2 separate regions of the Mus musculus genome follow, and region 1 is linked to region 2. The links are chromatin contacts, called in public ChIA-PET maps. All regions are on one chromosome and are shown on one strand. Each heading gives the region's core, a stretch centred on a gene start, on an enhancer-like site or on the middle of the called end of the contact. The rest is flanking DNA. Distances are from core to core; before and after follow the strand shown.

Region 1 (6,649 bases), core at 2,146-4,645, 210 kb after region 2:
CACACTCTGGCTTCAGCTCATACATGCCTCGCCCTGTGAGCCCAGGTTTCCTGGTGGGAAGAGTATCATTAGCAAAGTCACGCATGCCGAGAGTCTTAGATGGTCAAGTCAGGCGAGAGCTCTCACATCTACATTTTTAGGGTGTCAAGTTGAAACTGTTCTGTGGGTAGACCTGACACTATACATCCAAAAAAAGCCCCTGCAGGAGCCATCATATATGTCAGCACCTCCACTGTGAACTAGTCCAAACTATGCAAGTGAATGCAATGGAGACACAGCCCAGAAGCCCAACCGAACAGGTTTCCAAACTGCTGCATTTCTAAGCCAGGGGACACCAGTACACACAGTGTTAACTTCTCTGTTTTAACATGGAGTACACATGGTGTTACCGGTTCTGCTGTAACATGGTGTGTAAGTAGTGTTAACCTTTCTGTACTAGCATGTAGAATACACGATCTTATCTTTAGAATCCATAAAGACACTGCAGCTACAGTGTAGAGCAAGGAAAAGCAGGAGGAAAAATTACCCCGGGGCTGGAGGTGGCTTAGCAGTTAAGAGCACTTGCTGCTTTTCCAGAGGACAGCTTCAACGCCCACATCATGTGGTTCATGACTGCTAACTCTAGCTCCACGGATATGTACACACAGACACACAGACACAGACAGACAGACAGACACATACACACACACACACGGCCTGATCTTAAACACCAATGAGAAGTCTAGTCCAGAATTAAAACTTGAAAAGTCCTGCCACCCTCAGAGCATCAGCTCGCCCTTAGTTGTATCAAAAGAAACACATTAAGAAGTGATTTCGGAAGCTGGAAAGATGGCCCAGTGGGAAAAGACACTTGCCGTCCAGTTTGGCCCGAGTTCCATCACTGGAACACACTGTAGAAGAGAACTGACTTTTCAAGTTGTCCTTTGACTTGTATACATACGCCGCAGTGAGCACAGGTGCATAGAAAGTAAATACATGTTTAAAATAAAACTTCATAACGCATGTCATGAACTCACTTGAAATGTGCAACGGACTCGATGACGCTCTCCATGCCGGTCTCCTTGTTCTCCTGAAGGGACAGAGAACAAAGTACTCAGGGTATGAACAGCAACTGCAAAGTCTGAGCAGTATGCTTGTTCCATGACCCTCACTGCCCCTGGAACAGAACACTGCTCGCCACTGTGCTTAAAGACTGGAGATTACACAGCTAGCTGAAGGCCAGGACTGAACACAGAGAGCAAGGGTCTCTCTAACCCACACCCTTGGTCCAGGAAGCATCCCTAATACCACCAGAGAAAGCTGAGGCACTTTCCCAGCTGAAGCACTAGTGTCAAAAAAGATGTCAGAATGATAGGACCAAGCAAGGCCAACCAAATTAATCAAGGCCTGGAACTGCACAGTCCTGGGTGTGCAAAAAAGTTTAAAGGCTTCATCTATTCCAACTAGGGCAAAATATGTTGCAAGGAAGAGGAAGAGACAGCTCAGCAGTTAAGAGCGTCCATTGCTCTTCCAGAGGACCTGAGTTCGGTTTCCAGCATCCACATTAGATAGCTCTAGTTCACAATATCTATGACTCCAGCCCCAAGGGATCCAATACCGTCTTCTGGGCTCTTTGGGTACCTGTGCTCACAGGTGGACACACCCACACATCGACACATATACACATAATTTAAAACAAAAAGTAAAGTGACAAGCAAACGCACTGAGGAGCCTTAATGAAAACAGGCCTTCTCAGCTGCATGAGCTGAGATTCTGAGAAGCCCCAGAGCGGAAAGTTAGGTCGATGAGAGCCTAATGGCCTCGGGAGGAAAACCAGTTATAATTCAACCTGTGAATATCCTTATACCAGTGCTTTAGTCACTCCAATCTTATAAAAAAGACTCTTCCACCAGATGATAGTGGTGCATGCCTTTAAGCCTGGCCCCAGGGAGGCAGAGGCAGGCAGATCTCTAAGTTTGAGGCCAGCCTGAACTACAGAGAAAGTTTCAGGACAGTCAGGGCTACACAGAGAAACCCTCTTTAAAATGAAAACCAAACCAACCAACCAACCAACCAACCAACCAAGAGACTCTTCTGCACTGGAGTAAGGAAAAAGCCCTGAGAATGTGTGTTTACTCAAGTTCGAGTGGATACCTCCTCCCTCAGGTGAAAGCGTCACCTGCACTCCTTGGGGTCAGACAGACCCTAATATGCCCCTGCTCTGTGGACAAAACCACTTAGCTCTAAGCACCACATTCTTCAGAGTTCTCTCTAGCTCAGCTCTGCTCCCTAGTCACTGTTCCCAGTGTTCTCCTTTCCAGATGGAATAGCCATCTTAGAACTGTAGCTTGCACCCAGGGGGGAAGTGCACACACTGCTGGGGAGGAGCAGCTTCCGGGTTTCTTAACTGTGGACACTTACATCTTCAGGCAGAGACTTCACCAGCTCACTGTGAGCCATAGGCTTGATGCTCAACTGATGGATAATCTCCCTCTTGATTTCATCTGTGGCAGCCACCTGTCCAACCCCAGGGTTGAATCTTTCTCCTGTCCAAAATGAAAGGTAGATGCACACATTTAATGGACCCATGTACTTATGTGTACAGATTTCCAGTTCTTGCAACAGAATCCATCCTCTGTCTGGGTCACTCTGTGGGAAAATAAAGGCTGGTTTGGAAGGCAATAGCAGTTCCCGTTTATACTGAGTCTGATGCACCGACTTAAGGTTTCATGGCTGCTTTGGAGAAGGACCAGAAGTACGACGGGACCAGTGGAAGTCACACCCTTTCCTCCTCTGTGCTTCTGTCTAGGACAGGCTGGTATCACTCTGAGACCCTCTTCATTAGGGCCACCTCTGCCCACTGGATTGGCTACTTTACGGCCACAGAAGGTCTGAACAGTGGGGGAATGACAGAGCAGAAGGGATCAAAGAACTGGGAAAGCAGGGCCAAGCGAACAGGAGACGTAGGTAATAAACAGACGTCTCTGAGTCACTGGTCTTCATTAACCTGTGGTTGCTGTCTTTGGAGTCAAGAAGACATTTAAACCAAGAACCAAGAGAGAAGAAACAAAGCGAAGATTTTAGTCCTAGCAACTCTCTGCTCACAATGTGTTCCCAAGCTGTGCCAGTCTCCCTCCACCCTTGGCCCAAATACAGCCTTTCAGTTCATCTGTTTCGGCCATTGCACCCCTTCCTCTTTCTGGGGTGTGTGTGTGTGAAGGGCTGTGTGCCCGTTCTCTTCCCATGACTGATCGAGCAAGCTCAGCGCCCTGCTGCCATCGCCAGGCCCACATCAAGGCGGTGTGCACTCACCCACAAGCATGATGATGAGGTAGAGCATCTCTTCGATCAGAGTGTTGTTCTGCTGAACGACGTCCTGTGGGAGGAGGGGCAAGTGCAGAGGTGAGAACACGCCCACTGCTGTCCCTCACACATACAGGACACGTGGGCGTTGTGACACAGGCTCTTACCTTATGGGTAACCTCAGAACTGAATCTCTTCCCATAGTCAGGCGTGCTGAAGAGCTGATAGAGTTCAAAGCGGCTGAGCATGATCATCAGGAAGTGGTTTGGGTCCATCATGGAGACACCTGTCTTTTTTGTTTGTTTGAGACAAAGGAGAAGAGGAAGGTCAGAAGGGACACTCAGTGTTAGTGAGAGATGTTTAAGGTTGCACAAGAAAACAGCTTATTTGACCACCAATTTGAAGAAAAAATGGACACCTACTTAGCCACACCCTATATCATGTGGCTGCCAAGAGGGGACAGGAATCTAAGCAGGTCAAACAATCCACACAAAGAAACCTCCCTTAAAACTGAACCCCAGGAGAACCACACAGGCAGTTCGGCTCCTTTCCTGTCTCAGTCCACTGAAGGACACGGCTATGAATTTCGCTGCAGTTTCCTATCAGAGTTCACTGCCTACTAGGAACTGAGAGGAATATCAATTAAGCCCCTAGTATGTACATACGTATTCTGTTACTGAGACCCTTTTGTGGTAAGCACTCCATTACATAAAACGATAGCTTCTTTTCTCTTAATGCCATTTTTAAAAGTTCTAAATCAAACTGGACTCAACAGCTAGGAACTGAAGTAGAGTTCTCTGGAAGAGCAGCCAGTGCTGGACCATATCCATAGCACCTATCTTTTGGTGCTGCTGCTGCTATTAAGTCTGTTGAGTCAGGGTCTCACTATGTAAGCACACTGCCTTCGAACTCAGAGATCTGCCTGTCTCTGCGTGCACCACCAAGCCAGTCTGTTTATTTTTTAGAATTTACGGTTATGCGTGCCAGTGTCTGCCACATGAGTGCTGTGCCTACAGAGACCAGAAAGGAGCTGGAGTCCCCGTGGTTGTGGCTGCCTGCTGTGGTGCTGGAAAAAGAACTCGGCTCCTTTATGAGCAGCAAAGCTCTTAAGCACTGAGCTGTCTGTCTGTCTGTCTAGCCAGCTGTCTGTCTGACTGTAGCAGCTGCATCTGGCATGCTGAGTCTGACCCTGATCTGGAGACTGGGGGAAGCATTCTGCAGGCTGTTGGCCTTGAGTGGGGAGTGTTAGTAGACAGAGCAGGTAGGATTCAGAGATCTGCAAGTGAGTGTTAGGTGACTGACTCAGTAAAACAAGACCAGGCCTCCCCACAGCCCTGAAGTCAGGGTTTTTAACTCATTACCTGAAGCATCACTATGTCCTTGTCGAACATCTCTCGCCTGCATTTCACATTATGGTAGTAATAGATCTAAAACGATAATTAATTATATTAGGTAAATAAGCTCTGATGGGTATGGCTTCCTGATCATTTCCCCACTGCAAGAAAAAAGCATGGGTTTGTGTAAGCACAAGTGTGTGCCTTCCTGTGTGGTTGGAGCTGGTATGGGCTTTTAGTTAATACTATCTTAGCATGAATAAACCAATAAACTAGAGATATCCACTGATGTCTGCTGTAGATTCCAGCCAGTGTTTTGGGTCTCCCAAAATTGTGGATGAGGGGAGGACAGATGGCTGAGAAGGTACAGGCCTCACTGTGACATCTGATGACTGGGGGTTGATCCTTGATCAAACACAAAACAAGAGCTCTAAGGAACACTGGCTTACCTTGCATTGAATTTTTAAACAATGTGTCACAGACACCAAACCTTTTTAAAAAAAGGCTTATCTGTGTGAATGTGTGTGTGTGTGTGTGTGTCTATCTGCATGTCTGTGCCAAATATGCGTGACACCTTCAAAGGCCAAAAGGTGCTAGATCCCTTGGAATTGGAGTTATGGGAGGTGGTAAGTCACCAGACATAGGTGCTGGGGACTGAACCAGGGTCCCCTGCAAGAGCAGCAAGCACTCGTAACTGCTGAGCCATCTCTCTAGATCCCAGATGCAAAATCCTCAATGGCTATGTCCATTTAAAACTGTAAAAGGTTTCTCATAAAAGCTGGAGAATGAATGGAATCAAAATACCACAGAATTAAAAAACACAAAACCACTTACCTGATTTACTAGAGAGAAGCCATTTCTTCTCCACATCCCAGCATGCACTTGAGCACATAAGACAAGACATCTAAGAGGATGTTCTATCAACATGGGTGGGCTCAGTTCACTCTGTGTTAAAAATAACCCACTTGTTAAAATCTGCACAAGGAAAGGTGGTTGACAGCAAAGCTTAAAGAATAATATATCAAATCTGCTTTAAGCTGTAACTGTATGACCATTCATTTTGTGTTAATTTAGTTAGGTATGGTCAGCTCCATCTATTTGAGGGTGAGAGGCATTCTTTATGAGAAATATTTTAATAAAGTTTGAAAATGGCAATTTATCCATTTATCCTCTATAAAGACAGTAGGCAGGCTTTATTAACTCAAATGGTGTTAGCTGTAGAAAAGCAAAGTTTCTCATGTGTAGGAGGGACATCCACGTGACGTGGTGCATATGTGGAGGTCAGAGGAAAACCTGGCCTATCAGCTCTTGTCTTCCGCCTTGTTTATGGCAGGCTCTCAGGGCTGTGAGTGTCTCTGGTACCACACTGTGGCTCTCACATTTGTTCAGTCTGCACTTTACCCACTGAGCCACCTCCCTAGCTCCAAAAGTGTGCTCTCTAAAGAAAGGATTCTGCGACCAAGATGGACTGTGTACTTGTAACCATAATGTCAACTGTCCTATGGGCTCTCTAGAGAACTAAAATACTCTCCTGACTCCTTTCCAACTCTATAAATGCATAAGGCAAGACCTTAGAATAACCCCTGAGCTCTACCCCCACCCACAAACACATATACACTAACTGGACACACCCCCATAGGTTCCTTTCTCTGGAGAACCTAAACTAATAAAAGTTTGTTCAGTTTGGTTTCAAGTACCACACACATGATGACTAGAAGTTCTGTTCCAAGTCAAAGCCACTTACTAGAGGTAGGAGCTCTGGAAATTTATATGCCACTTCACTTTTGCTTAACAATACATGCAAACCTGTGTGGAAGAACAAACAAAGAAGGTTTTCTATAGGTCACACTAGTGTGCAGTTGATTCAACGATCACTCAGTCTACTACTTAACATCTTACTACAAAAATATCTTTGGGCATGTATTGGTTTAAAAATTAAGTTTTAAAATGACCTGTGTTATAAACAAATCTTTTCTTTTTTTAAGAAAAGATTTATTTATTTATTTTATGTATGCGAGTACACGGTAGCTGTC
Region 2 (6,888 bases), core at 2,837-5,336:
ACACTGCAATGAAGAAGGTACATACACACACCACACACACATGCACACACCACACACAAACACACACAGAGAATACATATATCCATACACATATATACATACATACATACATGCCTGTAGATACATACATGTACACTGAATAAACCTTTTGAAAAAAATAATAAAAATAACGGGCCAGAGAGGTGGCTTAGGAGGTAACGGGGGTCACTCCCAAACCTAGTGACCAGAGTTCTGTCTTCAGGACCAACAAGGTGGGAGAAGAGATTCATGTAAGCAGCCCTCTGACCTCCAGAGCGCACTGTGGTATGTGCCCGTCTACCCTTCCAGCTGCCCAACAAATACAAGTAAATGCAAACAAAATTTTAGAATAAAACTAATAAAATATCCATCACATTAAGCTGACAGAACAAAATGAAAACTGTTAGCCTTCCACTCACAATGAACAGCCATTAATGTTTACCCCTGAGGTATCTAATTTTTAATAATCTCAACAATTATACATTATAAACGATTATATATCATAATGTGCATCCTGTGAATACAAACTTCTGTGTAGCCATAAAACAGTATGCAGCCGGGTGGTGGTGGCGCACGCCTTTAATCCCAGTACTTGGGAGGCAGAGACAGGCGGATTTCTGAGTTCGAGGCCAGCCTGGTCTACAAAGTGAGTTCCAGGACAGCCAAGACTATACAGAGAAACCCTGTCTTGAAAAACCAAAACAACAAACAAACAAACAGTATGCAATCAGAAAATGAATGGGAATGGTCCAACAATTCATAGTAAATTTCCCTACTTGTCCCTGAGATGTGTTTTTGGTTTTTGTTTGTTTTTTAATATTTAATTTATTTATTTAATCTAAGTACACTGTAGCTGTCTTCAAACACTCCAGAAGAGAGCATCAGATTTCGTTACGGATGGTTGTGAGCCACCATGTGGTTGCTGGGATTTGAACTCAGGACCTTGGAAGAGCAGTCAGCGCTCTTAACTGCTGAGCCATCTCACCAGCCCCGCTTTTTGTTTTTTTGAGACAGGGTTTTTCTGTATAGCTCTGGCTGATCTGGAACTCACTTTGTAGACTAGGTTGGCCTCGAACTCAGAAATCCGCCTGCCTCTGCCTCCCAAGTGCTGGGATTAAAGGCGTGCGCCACCATGCCCAGCTGGCTGTCTTATTTCTTGACTTCATGTGTTTCCTACCAATTCTCTCTGGCTGCCAAGTTAATGTGCTCCAGAGAGGCTCACTGTTTGTGTGCAAGCGTCCTCTTACTTCTCCCTCCCCTCCTCAAGCAGTCACTGAGACGAGGCCTGTGCTGAGCACTGGGGACAGGAGGATGGTGACTAAGCTCCACCTGTCCTGATGCTCAGAGTGAAAGAGAAAGGCGTGACAGCAACTAAAAAGGAGGCTACCACTCTCAGGGCGTGATGTGCCCCTGGCTCTGGGAAAACCCTCTAGAGGCTTCTCTGACCCTGTCTCCCGACACTGCATTAAATATCCTCAAGAAAGTCCTGCCTTCCCTGGGCCTCTCAGGGAACCATTATCCCTATAAGATCCAGTTTAGACATAAAGCAGACTTGTGGGAGACTCATGGCATAGACCCCAGACCCCCATGGACTACCACCCACTTTCTCTGGGCAGGTTCTCCATTCTCTGTGCTGAGGCCTGTTCCACTTAAGACTACTAAGCCTGAAGGCAGGCTCTGTGAGCCAGAAATAATCAGCAATTAATAATAAAGATGCAATACTAATAAACATAAATAAATAAAGTATTAAGAGGTGCCTAAGAGTCAAAGTTTGCCAAATCACTCCGTGACTGAAAATAATCTCTACTGATTACAAAATGAGTTTAGGCCTCAATGGGCTATAAGAGCCTTGCCAGCTCTATGACTCTGCATCTATGGATGTCTCCTAAGGAAAAGAAAGGAGCTTCCTGGGCTGTGATTAAGAAAAGGAGAAAGAGACAGGCGTGGTGGCACATGCCTTTAATCCCAGCACTCAGGAGGCAGAGGCAGGCGGATTTCTGAGTTCGAGGCCAGCCTGGTCTACAAAGTGAGTTCCAGGAGAGCCAGGGCTACACAGAGAAACCCTGTCTCGAAAAACCAAAAGAAAAAAGAAAAGGAGAAAGATGGGGGCTGGGGCAATGGCTCAGCTTTGAGAGTCCTGGCTGTTCTTCCAGAGGTCCCGAGTTCAATTCCCAACACCCACTTGGTGGCTCACAACCACCTGTAATGAGATCTGATGCTCTCATCTGTCTGATGCCCTCTTCCATCATGAGGCACTTATGCAAATAGAGCACTCGTATACAAAAATACATAAATAAAAACCTTACAAAACTTTAAAAGAAGCCGGGCAGTGGTGGCGCACGCCTTTAATCCCAGCACTTGGAAAGCAGAGGCAGGCAGATTTCTGAGATTGAGGCCAGCCTGGTCTGCAATGCAAGTTCCAGGATTGCCAGGGCTACACAGAGAAACCTTGTCTTGAAAGAGTAAAAGAAAAGAAAAGAAACAAAACAAAGAAAACAAAAGCCCAGGACTGGTGGGGAGGTAAGGGACCATCCTAGAACAGGTGAGACCTTTTAACAGGTATCTTCCAGTGAACTCACATTAACTCTAGGGAGTCTCACTTAAAAACAAAAAGTCCTATGTAGTTACAGTGTGTGTGTGCACACACGTGTGTGGATATGTGGATATGCACATGGAGGCCAGAGTTCCTTTCTGATACTGTTCTTCATCTTTTGTTTTTCAGACAAGGTTTCTCACTTGAACCTGGAGCGTGATCATTTGGTTGGACTGGCTGGTCTCCTGTGCATCTCTTTAGGTGCGGAGGTGCGGGGATCAGGGGTGCACAAACATTGCAGCGTCTGGCTTTTTATATCTGTCTTGGGGATCTGAACTCAGATCCTCTGGCAATCACTCTACCCACTGAGCCGAGTCCCCTGCCCCCATTCGCCACACATTTAACAGCTCAAATGGGAGGATTAATGTGTCCCAAACCACCAGCCCAGCATCCAGTGCTTAGGGAACATCTGGCCTGTGTACATCTGCTTGGTGCATAAAATGGATATCCAGAATACTCGGGGGAGGGGGGCCTTCGAGGACTTAGAAAGAAGGTCGATGGCTGCAAAGGTCTGAGAGGAAACTGAGCAATGATGAGCAGGGCAAAAGAGAGGTCTCAGTTCCTTGTCCTTCGATTTTTAAAATCTACCTCCTTCACTTCAGTCTCCTCTGCGCTCGATGCTTTCAAAAAAGTGACCTCTTGATCCTTTGAGTGTGAGTCTCTTCTCTCCACATACACTCACCGCCCCTCCATATAATCCTATGTAAAGCCCCCCCCCTTTTTTTTTTTGGTCTGCCAATAAATATTTGCAACTCAGTACCTGTTCTCAAGAAGCCAAAACCATACACAAATTAGGTTGTAGTGAAAGCACCACGGGAAAATTTTCAGGTTCCCTTTTCTACGTCATATGGACCTTTTCAGTTCCTCAAATTCGCCCTCTGGCTTCTAGGCCGGCAGGGCCTCCTCATCTGCCTCTGTTTCTGTGGTTTCTGCGGAGTGAGTTCCTCTGCACGCCATGCTTTCCCTGGCCAACTCTTCATTTCGCAGCAGGCTTCCTGTATGAAGCCTTCCCTCCACCCCCACCTCTAGTCTTGATGAGCAACTACCCCCGGATTCGCCCAAAAGCAGGGATCTCCAGGTTATCCGAGAGTCACAGCACCCAGCATTGCCGCAAAGCACACAGCAGGGCCAAGGAGACCCCAGCCCAGGTCCTGCCAGGCCCAGACCCTTCCCACAGGCCCCGCCCCCTCCCGCCCCTCGGGCTTGGCTACGCCCCGCGGCCCCGCCCCCTCACCTTCGCATTTGCTGGGCAATCGCACCCAGTCGGTCTCCTCAGCCCCGGCGGGACTCGGGCCTAGCTTCGGGGCAGGAAGGAGCAGCAGCGGAAGCAGCAGCAGCAAAGGAAATAAGAGGCAGCGGGGCGCGAGCTCAGACATGGACTCCATGGCCCAGCCGGACCCAGAGCAGAGCGGACCCGGCGGCGCTTCCTCCGGCAGCGCGCGCGGAGCAGCTTCCCCCGGCCGCTTCCGGGACTGCGCACGTGCCTCTGGGTAACCACGGCAACGGCGAGCTCCGGCCCGCCCCACGCCCGGTAGCCTCTAGCGGCTTGCGAAACCGACCAAGGCCCGCGGGCGACGCAACCAATGGGTTCGCTCGGCGTCTGCTTTATAGCCAATGAGAGGAACTATCTTTTTTTTTTCCCATCTCAGCCAATCAGAGAGCGGATGGTGGCTTTGGCGCCCTATAGCGATATCACTGCCAGCTAAAGGAGGCTCAGTAGCTGGAGCATCAGTTCCTAGCGGGTGAACCTTCATCATACCTTGGATGAACCAGCCTTGGGCATTCTAGCCCTGGATAACGGACTATCTTTCATGGTTTTGTTTCTTGTTTTCTGTCTTTTGTTCTTCGAGACAGGGTTTCTTTGTATCCTTGGCTGTCCTGGAATTTACTGCGTGGACCAGGCCGGCCTCGAATTCAGAAATCCAGCTGCCTCTAAGTGCACCTCCACACCGGGCCTCGTGGTCCTCTCCCCGCACCCCCACCCCCATTAAGGTGTTAATAAAAAAGTCTTTATATATTTATTTTGGGTTGGAAGACGACTGGAATCAGTTGCCTCCTTCCACCATGTTGGTTCTGGACCTCAAACTTGGATCCTTAAGGCTTAATGGTGGCCCTCTTTAGTCACTAACCTAACTCATCAACCCTAACCATGGCTTTCTTTATAAAGTTGCAAGCACTCACTAGACACCGGCTTTTAAGGCTTATTATTGCAGCCACTCACTCGAATAGATACTTAGGGCCTCACAACAGCCCAGATATCCAGTAATTGCGTTTCTCCTTATGAAAACTAGATTAATAAACAGATAAGAGTGATCCTCTTAGCCGGGCATGGTCACACGACTTTAATCCCAGCACTCGGGAGGCAGAGGCAGGCAGATTTCTGAGTTCGAGGCCAGCCTGGTCTACAAAGTGAGTTCCAGGACAGCCAGGGCTGCACAGAGAAACTCTGTCTCGAAAAACAAACAAAGAGTGATCCTCCTACATCTCGAGGTTTGCCTGTTGGGAAGCTCAAATCAATAATTCATGAATTAATGGAATTAAAAAAGAAATCCCTAGTTTTAGGGATGTTGCTCACTGGGAGATCTTTGCCTAGCACTTGACTACCATGTGCAAATCCCTGGTGATCCATCTCCAGGCTGGCATAAACCTGTCATTGGCTATATAGTGAGGGGGAGGGAGATATAGCCTGAGCTACTTGAGGCCATATCTACAAAACAAAACAAAACCACCTTGAAGTATGTGGGACAGATGGATAAACATCCCAGCATTTTTTGTATGGTATTCCAATCTCTTTTGTTATTTGTTTGGATTCTGAGCTCCTAAAAGGCAGGAACCTGGCATTGGACATTTACACTTCTCTCCTGCCTCTGCAGCATCAGGGGACTTGAGCTAAGAGATCCTTGCTGAGGGCTCCCTGGCTGAACACAGACCTTCCTTAGCTACAGAGGGGCTGCCTCGTGTGCATGAGGTTCTGGACTCAATCTGGCAGGAGATAAAAAGTGGGCAATATCAGTCAGGTGGGATGGTGCGGCTCCATCACACCAGAGAAGGTGAAGGCAGAAAGAAAGACCATAGCTTTTGGGAGAAGCAGAAGGATGAAGAGTTCAAGGCCAGCCTTGGTCCTAGGGGGACTCTCTGACTCCTCAGGTTTCCTTTAAACTGCCTTGAGCTCAACTCTGGGAAGCTGTTAGCAACTGCAGCGTTGTCCAGAAAGCTCCGTTTCCATTGAGTTTCTTTCCAGGTCTGGGTGGATTTGCTGCCCTTACGAAGACTTCCATGCCCAGCCTGTCCTTTGTAGTCAGTGGTGTCTAGTTTAAAGCAGTTGTGTCAGTAAGCCCCATCCCTCAAACTCCTCTAAGGGCCATAACACCCACACACCCATTCTCAGCCTTTTGAGGCAGGAGAGTGGCCAGGCCATAGGGGAGCAGGGGGGGGGGGGCTGGGTTTTGCTGCTGTGAACAGACACCATGACCAAGGCACAGACGCTCTAGATTTAGTTAAGAATTCAAAGTTCAAATGAAGAGACCCTGCCTCTCTACTACGTATATGGATATTCAGCACTCAGGAGGCAGAGGCAAGAAGCTCTCTGTGAGTTTGAGGCCAGCCAGACCGATGTAGCAAGATTCAGTCTTGAAGAAGCAGAAGTAGAAGAAAATGCAGAAGAGGACAAAGGGTAGGAGAGGGAAGAAGGATGGAGAAGGGAGAGGAAGAAGGAAGGAGAGAAAGGAGGAAGAAAGGAAGACTGATACAAGGAATCGGCAACATCAGCAAGGAGCCAGGAGCTACAGAGGTTTGCTGTCTTCATTAGGGTTTTGCTGCTGTGAACAGACACCGTGACCAAGGCAACTCTTATAAAGGAAAACACTTTACTGGAGATGGCTTGCAGATCAGAGGTTCATCTCTTACAGAGTTATTGGGTACCCAACACCCACATTAAGTGGCTCACAACCATCTATAACTCCAACTCCACCTCTGGCTTCCATGGGCACCTACTCTCACGTCCACAGACACACACGGGTATGTGTGAATGGAAGTAAATCCCTCTCTCCCTCTTCCCTGTGGGATCTCCATGCAAGAGCTTTCTTTAGGGAATGAGAGAAAACCAACAGAGCCAAAAGTGGTGGAAAAAATGGCCCCCATAGGTCCATGGGGAGTGGCACTATTAGGAGGTGTGGCTTTGTTGGAGGAGGTGTGTCACTAGAGGGTGCGCTCTGAGGTTTCAGAAGCTCAAGCCAGACCTAGTGGCCCACTCTCTCTTCCTGTTGCCTGCAGATGCA

What was found. ChIA-PET counts read pairs in DNA pulled down with a chosen protein or histone mark.
Region 1: an RNA polymerase II ChIA-PET map of effector CD8 T cells shows a contact between it and region 2, with 7 read pairs. The contact joins the enhancer-like site here to the promoter of Cnpy3 in region 2. A contact is called at or near these places in 1 of 39 promoter capture datasets (hematopoietic stem and progenitor cells), 1 of 115 datasets of contacts at active chromatin or transcription factors (effector CD8 T cells) and 2 of 9 other capture datasets (embryonic stem cells and liver).

The regions. Positions count from the first base shown.
Region 1 is chr17:46,963,741-46,970,389 of GRCm38.p6, forward strand. Ubr2 (ubiquitin protein ligase E3 component n-recognin 2) reads right to left here. Exons shown (of 47, transcript NM_146078.3): 16 at 6,361-6,422; 17 at 5,451-5,561; 18 at 4,644-4,709; 19 at 3,450-3,572; 20 at 3,292-3,355; 21 at 2,401-2,525; 22 at 1,017-1,069; 23 at 1-50. Among named protein-coding and RNA genes, the nearest start is that of Ubr2, 43 kb to the right of the region's middle. Within about 2 kb of position 3,396, at least 24 of the 459 cell types and tissues checked have an H3K27ac peak or open chromatin away from gene starts, as enhancers often do. A contact at or near this core is called in effector CD8 T cells, where this site is marked.
Region 2 is chr17:46,748,128-46,755,015 of GRCm38.p6, forward strand. It overlaps Cnpy3 (canopy FGF signaling regulator 3), which reads right to left and starts at 4,087. Exons shown (of 6, transcript NM_028065.4): 1 at 3,846-4,087. The coding sequence starts at 3,996.